2 separate regions of the Triticum aestivum genome follow, and region 2 is linked to region 1. A link is a contact called in public Hi-C data. All regions are on one chromosome and are shown on one strand. Each heading gives the region's core, a stretch centred on a gene start, on an enhancer-like site or on the middle of the called end of the contact. The rest is flanking DNA. Distances are from core to core; before and after follow the strand shown.

What was found. A called contact is a pair of places that touch in the nucleus more often than the background predicts.
Region 2: a Hi-C map of leaf shows a contact between it and region 1, with 3 times the contacts expected there. The contact joins the promoter of LOC123121562 here to the enhancer-like site in region 1. A contact is called at or near these places in 2 of 5 Hi-C or Micro-C datasets (leaf and an unstated tissue) and 1 of 1 datasets of contacts at active chromatin or transcription factors (leaf).

The regions. Positions count from the first base shown.
Region 1 is chr1B:317,454,446-317,458,670 of IWGSC CS RefSeq v2.1, forward strand. No RefSeq gene overlaps it. Among protein-coding and RNA genes, the nearest start is that of LOC123121554, 220 kb to the left of the region's middle. Within about 2 kb of position 1,331, at least 4 of the 8 cell types and tissues checked have an H3K27ac peak or open chromatin away from gene starts, as enhancers often do. A contact at or near this core is called in leaf, where this site is marked.
Region 2 is chr1B:317,721,013-317,725,619 of IWGSC CS RefSeq v2.1, forward strand. It overlaps LOC123121562 (homeobox-leucine zipper protein HOX9), which reads left to right and starts at 2,887. Exons shown (of 19, transcript XM_044541580.1): 1 at 2,887-3,316; 2 at 3,800-4,123; 3 at 4,360-4,519. The coding sequence starts at 3,870.

The DNA.
Region 1 (4,225 bases), core at 81-2,580:
AGCCGCGTGTTCGCTTGGAGGAGAGGCGAAGAGGTAAGTGACAAGAGCATTTTCCCTACGCTCACGTTTTTTAATGTGCACCTTATTTGTTCTGTCCGGTACAAATGCATCACATATTCAAGCAAAATCTTTTTTCAAAAATCCCAAAATAGGTTGCAATCTTATTTGTGCACCTTATTTAAAAAACTCTATTTTTTTAGTTGCACTTAATTAACCGCATCATTTCTGAACTGCATCGTGTGAAGTCGATCGTCACCACTTATTGTGAAATGGATCGTGGGCGCCAAATATATAGTCGCAACCACGCGTACCTCAACAATATCACTTACTATGAGTGTCTACGTCTGTATTGTGTTAAAAAAAACAGTACCGCTTACTAATCAAAATATAGTTTTGAATTTTGGAAGATCAGTCTAGCTACAACTAAATAACACACACTATTCAAGTATCGTAATATATATAATTTGACCGACTTATACATAATTATTGCTCTAACAATTTAGAACATCAAATCACTTTTTATTTGAGGGACGAGCTAGTGACGCGTCAACATCAACGAACTAATGAGCTGCCAATCTAGTTCCGGCGGTTCCCCGATCACTGGCTAGCTATCGCGTACGTTACGTACGTGTACCATCCGATGATCAAATCAGCGAAGAAAACAACTCGCCTAGCTAATTACGATATCGACCCAGCGTTGCGTACGACGTTGTTTGCGTTGATCCAGATGTCACTTGTCGGCCGATGAATGGATCCATCGGCTTGTGAGAGTATGAAGCTACCACTATTTGTTTGTTTGTTACCTTCGGCCCCATTACTTGTGTCCTTTCGACACGATACCAGGAACAGGAAGGCCTACCTTTCTCACTTCACGTCTGTGGGCAATAAAATGCAGCACAGCTCTGGCTAACTCCCCCTAAAAAAAAGCTCTGGTTAATTACTCGACACATTTGTTGTCTCAAAGGCCAAAGAAAACAGTGTGCAACTACTGAGATGGAGTACTGTTGATCTACGTGCTGGTGCAAGGAAAAAAACCCGAAGAGAGTAACAAATAGCAGCACGGCACAGAAAAGGCATGTTTCTGCATGGGCGACTTGACTTGTCCTAGTGGCTAGGTGCACCATGTTTTTTCTAAGTTGCTAGACTAGATGCACCATGCACTCCATGCTGATGGTGAGCCTGGTGTGCTAGTGAAGAAGCGCTCCACGCCCCGGTGGTAGTTCCGTGATTCCGATGAAGGTTTGGGTCGGGAAGCACTGGGTCCATGCCCACGCCCTCGGTATCCGCGTCCATTTTCGCTCGCAGGTTGGGCCCACAGCCGCAACTCGCGTGGCAGGGACCTCACCACTTGATCAGCCGGTTCAACCCACACAGATGGGACCTACCTGCTGAGACTTTAACTGCAAGGCTTGATTTTAACTCCGAGCATTGCTAGAACAGTCCAACACCAGCTTTTGCCCGAGTGTTCTCGAACCTTCAAAATAACTCATCCATCCCGTGAGTTTGAGGCCCGGCTCTTTCAGTCATTCGAATGCCTAATAGTCTTGCAATCGGACTTACCAAATTCGACCTTAAAGCAAGTATAATAGTGGACTTATAGCCTCTTACATGACACTTTTGCCTATATGAAGAAGAGACATGAAAAAGTAAGGAGAATGGGCTCTCATGCAAGAGCCTGGCTATATGCGTGCTTCAAGACAGATGCAATAAATGTGAGGAAAAAGATAGAGAGAATATTTAAAAAAATATTAATCTTATAGCCAACCTCATAGCTAACCTTATTGTATGAGTGATTATGTGTGTTGGCGACGAAGGAGGACCCACCAGTTCCTGCTACTGTCGGAAATGCTACTTTGCAGGCGGGGACGCTTGCAAGGACCGCAGTGGTAGGGACAATTGCGCTGACCGAGACGGCTCTGGTGATCGTGCCGCCTACCAGTGGGGGAACAGGAATTCGAGCCACCAACCAGCGGCATGGCAGAGGTGGAGGCCACGGGAATCGAGACACATGTGGTGGCTGTTGAGGCTGGGGGGATCGAGGAGCGAATGATTGATCCCCTCACTGATTTGGCGGCCAGCAAGGCGGGTTGTGGGTGCATGGGCATCCAGCCACGTGCCGCCACTTGTCCGGAGGTGGCTCCTGGCGTCTCGATGGGACCGCTGCTGGCACAGGATGTGGTGGGACCCGGCGGGGTGGTCTGCCCCGATGAGATGGCGTTACATGATGGCACGCATGCACATATGGGACTAGTGGATGGGAACCATGCAGATCGCGACAAGGAGCTGCGCACGCCCCCCTCCACTCGGGGTTACTGTTCCTGAGGCGCAGTTTGCGGCGTCCGCGCAGTTGGAGGTGGAACCGACCAGTCAGGTTGCGTTGGTGGCTACCGAGTTAAGCAGTGAGAGAAGAGGCACAACGGAGAGCTTAACTGGACAAGATGCAGTGGCTCTTGAAAGGCTGAAGACATTCTGCGCTAATATTGTGAAGAAACTAGCGCCGCCACTGCTGAAGGAGGTTCAGGCGTCGACGCTGAGAGCTGATGCTGAGCCTTTCACCCCGAAGCGCACGACTTGCGCAGCTAAGCGCATTGGCACATCTGGCAGTGGCCCGGCCAAGCCTAAACCGGCAGAGAATGTGCTCCTAAAAACGTTGGGTCTGGTCCCTGAGGATATGGTGCCGGACGAGGGGGCCAGTTCAGGAGCTCAGGATGATGTTCGACTCCCCGCTCAGAGAGCAGCACGTTCGGGTGATTGCCGCGCTGTTTGGCAAGACCCTGCCGTCGGTCACAGAGTTGGAAGGCAGCGAGGGCAGAGCCATCGCTGCGGTCTAAGCACGGGGTGCGTGGTGTTGGTGTTGACCACTCGTTAAATCGATTACAACCCCGAAATACTTAGCTGGAACGTGCATGGCCTAAACAACTCGGCCAAAAGAAAGGCGGTGAAGGAGTTTGTTGCCACGGTGAAAGTTAACCTAGTGTGCTTTCAGGAGACTAAACTAGATGTAATAGATCACTTTATGTTAATGGAATGCCTAGGCCGGTCTTTTGACGGCTTTGTGTACTTACCGGCGGTGGAAACTCGTGGAGGGATTCTTTTGGCGTGGGACACCACCATCCTTTCGGTGGATAATGTACAGTTCGACACTAACTCCTTAACGGCACTCGTGCTTGCTAAGGATGGTTCTACTTGGTGGATCACTGCGGTGTATGCCCCTCAAGGTGACGAGCTCAAGACTCAGTTCTTGCAGGAGCTAGCCATCCGGCGATCCCTTTGCCCTGGCCCTTGGCTCATTTTAGGTGATTTTAACATGATCTTGCGCGCGTCTGAGAAGAACAATGCCAACATCAACAGGGCGATGATGTCCAAGTTCAGGAGTTTTGTCGACGATCATGAACTAAAGGAGCTTTATATGCATGGTCGCTTGTACACCTGGTTGAATGAGAGAGACACACCGACGATGACCAGGATTGACAGAATCTTGGTGTCGGTCGAGTGGGATCTGGGTCATCCGGACAAATTACTCCAAGCGCTTTCTTCGTCTGTCTCAGACCACGCGCCTTTGCACCTAACCACCAGCATGCATTTTTGTCCCATAAAGAGATTCCGATTCGAACTCTACTGGACCAAGCTAGAGGGATTTGATGAAGCGATCAAAGATGCTTGGGTGTGCGATGAGTCCATTGTCGATCCTTTCAAGAGGCTGGACGCCCTGTTTCGTAACGCGGCCGTCTACTTACAAGCCTGGGGCCAGCGCCGTACTGGGAACATTAAGGTCTTGATGTCTGTTGCAAACTGGGTGATATTCAGACTAGATCAGGTGAAGGAATTCAGGAGATTAACTTTGGCCGAGCTTTGGCTGCGCAGAACGCTCAAACTTGTGCTGCTGGGTTTAGCCTCGCTGGAAAGGACTATCGAGAGGCAAAGATCTAGAATCAGCTGGTTGCGGGAAGGCGATGCCAATACCAAACTTTTTCAGCTGGCAGCAAACGCTAGGCGCTCCAAGAACTTCATCACGAGCATCGAGCACGAGTCTGTGATTGAAACGGACCAGCAGAGGAAGGAGCAGATCTTCTTTGACACCTTCCAAAACCTGCTGGGGGTGGCACATCAAAGGGAGCATTCCTTAGATATGGAAACCCTAGATATGGAAGCGGTTGATCTTTCGGAGCTCGAGGAGATTTTCACTGTTGAGGAAGTTTGGAAAGTTATTAAGGAGATCCCCCCG
Region 2 (4,607 bases), core at 1,637-4,136, 270 kb after region 1:
AACCTGTTATGCATTTTCATATTGATCTTGGGTGATCGTAGGCGTGATTTTTTTTGTTTCTATTATGATTTCCCAACATTAATCGTAGTCGATAATTATTTGGTAACACAATAAATTGCCCCATGACTAAATTTATGTAATCAAAGTCCCCGTTTCTCTTGTTCTATCTAGGTCGCACTAGTGAACATAGCAAACAAAAGAAACCCGGGTCACCGCCACCACACCCCTTCGACCACCATTGGTTGTCCGCGCTCCAGTATTATCTATACGAGCTCCGCCCTTTCCGTGCTGCAACTCACAAAATTGTCCACCCGACCTCCGATGCCCCGACGGCGCTAGAGTTTCACCGCCCTGTTCATGCTCGATGTCCAACATCGATGGTGCGAGCTCCGTTGTCACCTGTCTGAGATCTGCCTCCTTCCGCTCGGCCCCGAGCGGTGACTATAGAGAAGGGCCGGACTCTAGGGTTGGTTCCGTCGAATCTCTCCTCAAGGTTACTCCCACTGTTATTTCGTCTCATTCCCGTCGTCGCGCCAACTCCCAACCTGATCGCCGTGTTGGTGACCATCGCTTCTGATGTTGCTAACCCTACCCTTGTCGCGGTTTGTATCCTTTCTCTACCTTGGGCTGGGTGCACTTCTTTGAGTGTTTGCGGTAGCTGTGCCACGACACCGCCAGGCCGGCAAGCCACACATGCCCTGCGCATTGGTTGGTCCTTTTGGTTGTGCTTGCATGTGTTGTTCAGCTAATGGTTCTACTGAAGTAAAGCTTCATACGTTGTCCGTGAACTGTTGCGGTCCAGAAAGGAAATAATTACTGCAGCAAAGTTGTTCCTTTTGCATGTACTAGAAGTTTGACACCATGTGAAACCTTAACTCGCCCATTTTGATTTGGCTTGCAAGCCACTGATCTATTGTAGAGGTGGTCGCTGAAATCGTAGTCCAAGGCGACCGACAGAAACAAGCTTGCTGGTGCCACAAAAGTTTGTTAGTTTGCATTTCACAGAGGTTGGGACGAGCTAGGCGCTCAACGCATCACAAATGGTTGTTCAGGACTTTTTATCTCTTAAAAATCTGACATCAAATTTTTAGGGGTGGCAAATTGGACTCTTTTATTGCAATTTGTGTTGTATCAAGGATGGCAGTTTCTGTTAACAAGCATAGCAAATCCTGGCAAAAATCTAAACATGGCGGATTTTGTCGTGCTTGCTAAAGGAAATTGTCAACATAATTTGCCCTAAAAACATTTGATTTACCACCCCTAAAAATCTCATGTTCTCTTTTGACAAGGTTCTCTTTGCAACCTTAAGATTTATGGCATGACTATCACCGGATGGAGTTTATGCTACTATTGACTTGAAAAAAAAGAGTGGAAAAATATCAAGGCCTAAATAAATATTTTGAAAAGGTGGAATGGCCCGGTGATTGTTAGGGGAACTATTTAATACTTAATCTTTATTCTTAATTGCTCTCAAGTGATGACTCTTGAAAAGCTTTTTTTCTTCTAATCATACACAATGTTGTTTGTATGTCATAGTGCAGAGCAAAATTGGTAACTATCAGTCCATGTTTTTGTTGACCAGATCAAAAGAAATCACACTTAAATACTGTGAAGTTCAACAAGGCGAAGTGGTTTTATTAAGAACTTTTGAGGTTTACCGAAAATAGAGCTCATCATTGTCGATAAGAAACTATTCTAGATCTTGAGTGATGCACATTGAAAGAATATTATTCTTGTACAACGAGCTGAGGAACAGTTGGATGTGCTGTCAGATATTTGAATGTTTTTAGTGTGTAAAATAAAATAATTCTCTACATCTTCTTTCTCCCTATTCATATTCACTTACTGCAGTGCCTTTTTTTCACCGTTTTAATCATGCCATGTGATGCCCTTGAGTGGCGAGATAAAGTATACAATACCGTAGAGACATGCATGTTTTAAGGCTGATTATGATCTGTTTTCGTTCTATACCTTTTGTTAGGTTAATTAAGGTCAATTTGATGTTGTGGTATGCATTGGAGTGAGATGTACATAGCATTGCAAATTGTTTTAAATAATAATTACATTCTTATGAGATTGCATAAAAAAAGCTAGGTGTTCATCAGCCTTATTATATTGTATTTTTTGTAGTAAGCATAAAATATAGCTAACTCTTTGCATAGTATCATTTGTTTCTCTTTGTTAGGCCTCCAATTTGAACTTTTCATTTGATCTTCAAAACTTTAGTGCTTGTTGTAATATGTTTGAGGATTGCACGGGCATAGTAATAATAATAGTTGTAAAAAATTTGACTACATTATTGATCTGGTGTCAGGTTTTGACCATGACAAATGGTGTATTACCTCCGTCCTGGTTTATTAGTCCCATTTGCATTTCACGTCAAAATTTGACGTTAAATTTAATTAACAAAATGTTAATACATATCTTTAAAAAATATAATTAAAAACTATGTTCAAATATGAATCAAATAATATTTTTTCTATAATATGCATTAATATTTTGTTAGTTAAATCTTTAGTAAAATATTGACACAAAATACAAAAAGACTTACAGACCAGGAAGAAGGTAGTATGCGGTAAGCAACCTCAACAACAATGTCATCAAGAGAAAAAATGTCCAAGTCGACGCGGTCAGCGAGATGTCACGGGGAAAATAATGGTGTCCTTTCAGCGCGACAGTGACGCGGGCCGGGGTACAGCGAACCACTGTGTGTGAGCCCCACTCCCGACCTCCATGGACCGAGCTCACCCACCCCCTTCGTCCTCCTCCACAGCTTTCTCCATCTCCTCACGTCCTCTCACTGCCTAGTAGCCTAGCTAGTCTATCATCGTAGCTGTAGCTCCAGAGGCCTCTGGCTCGCAGCGTAGAATACGACTAGACGTAGTGCGAGCTGAGCCTGAGCTACTGCCACTCTCGCGACCCCGGGCTCCTGCTCCGCTCCCCCACCGCCCCGCCCTCTCTCTCTCACTGGCCAGCCTTTAAAGCTGTCACCTTTTGCCACCCTCCCCGTGTCGCTGTACAGTCTCTCTCTCTCCCCCCCTCTCCCTCTCGTCGCTCGTGCTGTGGTGTGCTCGTTCGATTGCCTCAGGTCGGGCGGACGGACGCGAGCTGAGGGCAGGAGGGGCCGGATCCGGTGGTCCGGAGGGCGAGCTAGCGGCCCCGGTTGTCGCGGCGGTGGAGGAGTAGTAGGTGGAGTGCCAGAGGAAGCGGTTCATGGACGTGGCTCCCCCTACCGCAGCCCGGCGGGGCGGCGGGAGGCTGTGAGCGGGTCACCGGCGGCGCCCCTCCCCGCGCCGGCCGGCCGGCGTGTGTGGAGGTAACTCATGTCTAATTTCGCTCTACGCGTCGTTCGGGAGCTCGGGAGGACGATTCTCGCGTGTGCTCCTCAGACTGCTTATCCGCGTCGCCATTTGCGTTTCCTGATGGATCTTTTTTTTTTCGTCCCTGAAAACATTTTTTTCCTGCGATTATCCGTCTATTTTTTGTCTTGTCGCTGGAGGATTTAGCTGATATTTCCGCGCGGCTAATTTTTCCACTTTTGATTCTCACACGAAATCGTGCGATTCTGGCGTCGCCTCGCCGCCCGCATTTGCGTCTTCTGCTGCGGCTGCCTTTCCTTTTTCCTCATTTCAGATACTGAGCCAAAAGCCGCCTCCTTTGCGTGCTTTTCCACGCTTTGTTGTTTAAGGGAGGGATCAGGAGGAGGGATGGAGGGGCGCGGATGGCCCAACAGCGCTCGTCAATCTCCCGCGTTTCCCCATGTCAAATTTGTTCTAACCGCTCGAAAATCTCCTCCCAGGTTGTTCTGCCCTCAAGGATCGCTGCGCGCCGCGAGGGGGTGAAACTAGGACGCAAAGGAAGAGCTTAAGATGGCGGCGGCGGTGGCGGCGATGCGTTGCGGGAGCGGGAGCGGGAGCGACGGCGGCGGCGGCGGCTACGACAAGGGCGGGATGGACTCGGGCAAGTACGTGCGGTACACGCCGGAGCAGGTGGAGGCGCTGGAGCGGGTGTACGCCGAATGCCCCAAGCCGACCTCCACGCGGAGGCAGCAGCTGCTCCGCGAGTGCCCCATTCTGTCCAACATCGAGCCCAGGCAGATCAAGGTCTGGTTCCAGAACCGAAGGTGAGCATGTCGGCCGCCCGCCGCGCTTTCGCCTTTTGTGATTGGATGGAATTTGCTGCATCAGCAGCCATTACGCTGCATGAGAGTGTAATGGTAGCTGGGTAAATTGAGTAAGGATGGATCACGAACAAATGTGGGAGTTTCTAGTTCTGTGTTGGAGCATATGTGTATTTTCCCAATCTGGGCAGGTTCTGCATTCAAGCATAATTGTCATGGGCTTTTCTCCGTGGGTGCAGGTGCCGTGATAAGCAGCGGAAGGAGTCTTCGAGGCTTCAGGCCGTGAACAGAAAACTGAGCGCCATGAACAAGCTCCTCATGGAAGAGAATGAGCGTCTCCAGAAGCAGGTCTCCCAGTTGGTTCATGAGAATGCATACATGAAGCAGCAGCTGCAGAATGTAAGTCTCCATTTTGTTGTTTTACTTTTACAGACCACGTTGCTTGTAGGACCTGGATAAGTGTCTGACCGTGGCTACCTTGTGCTTG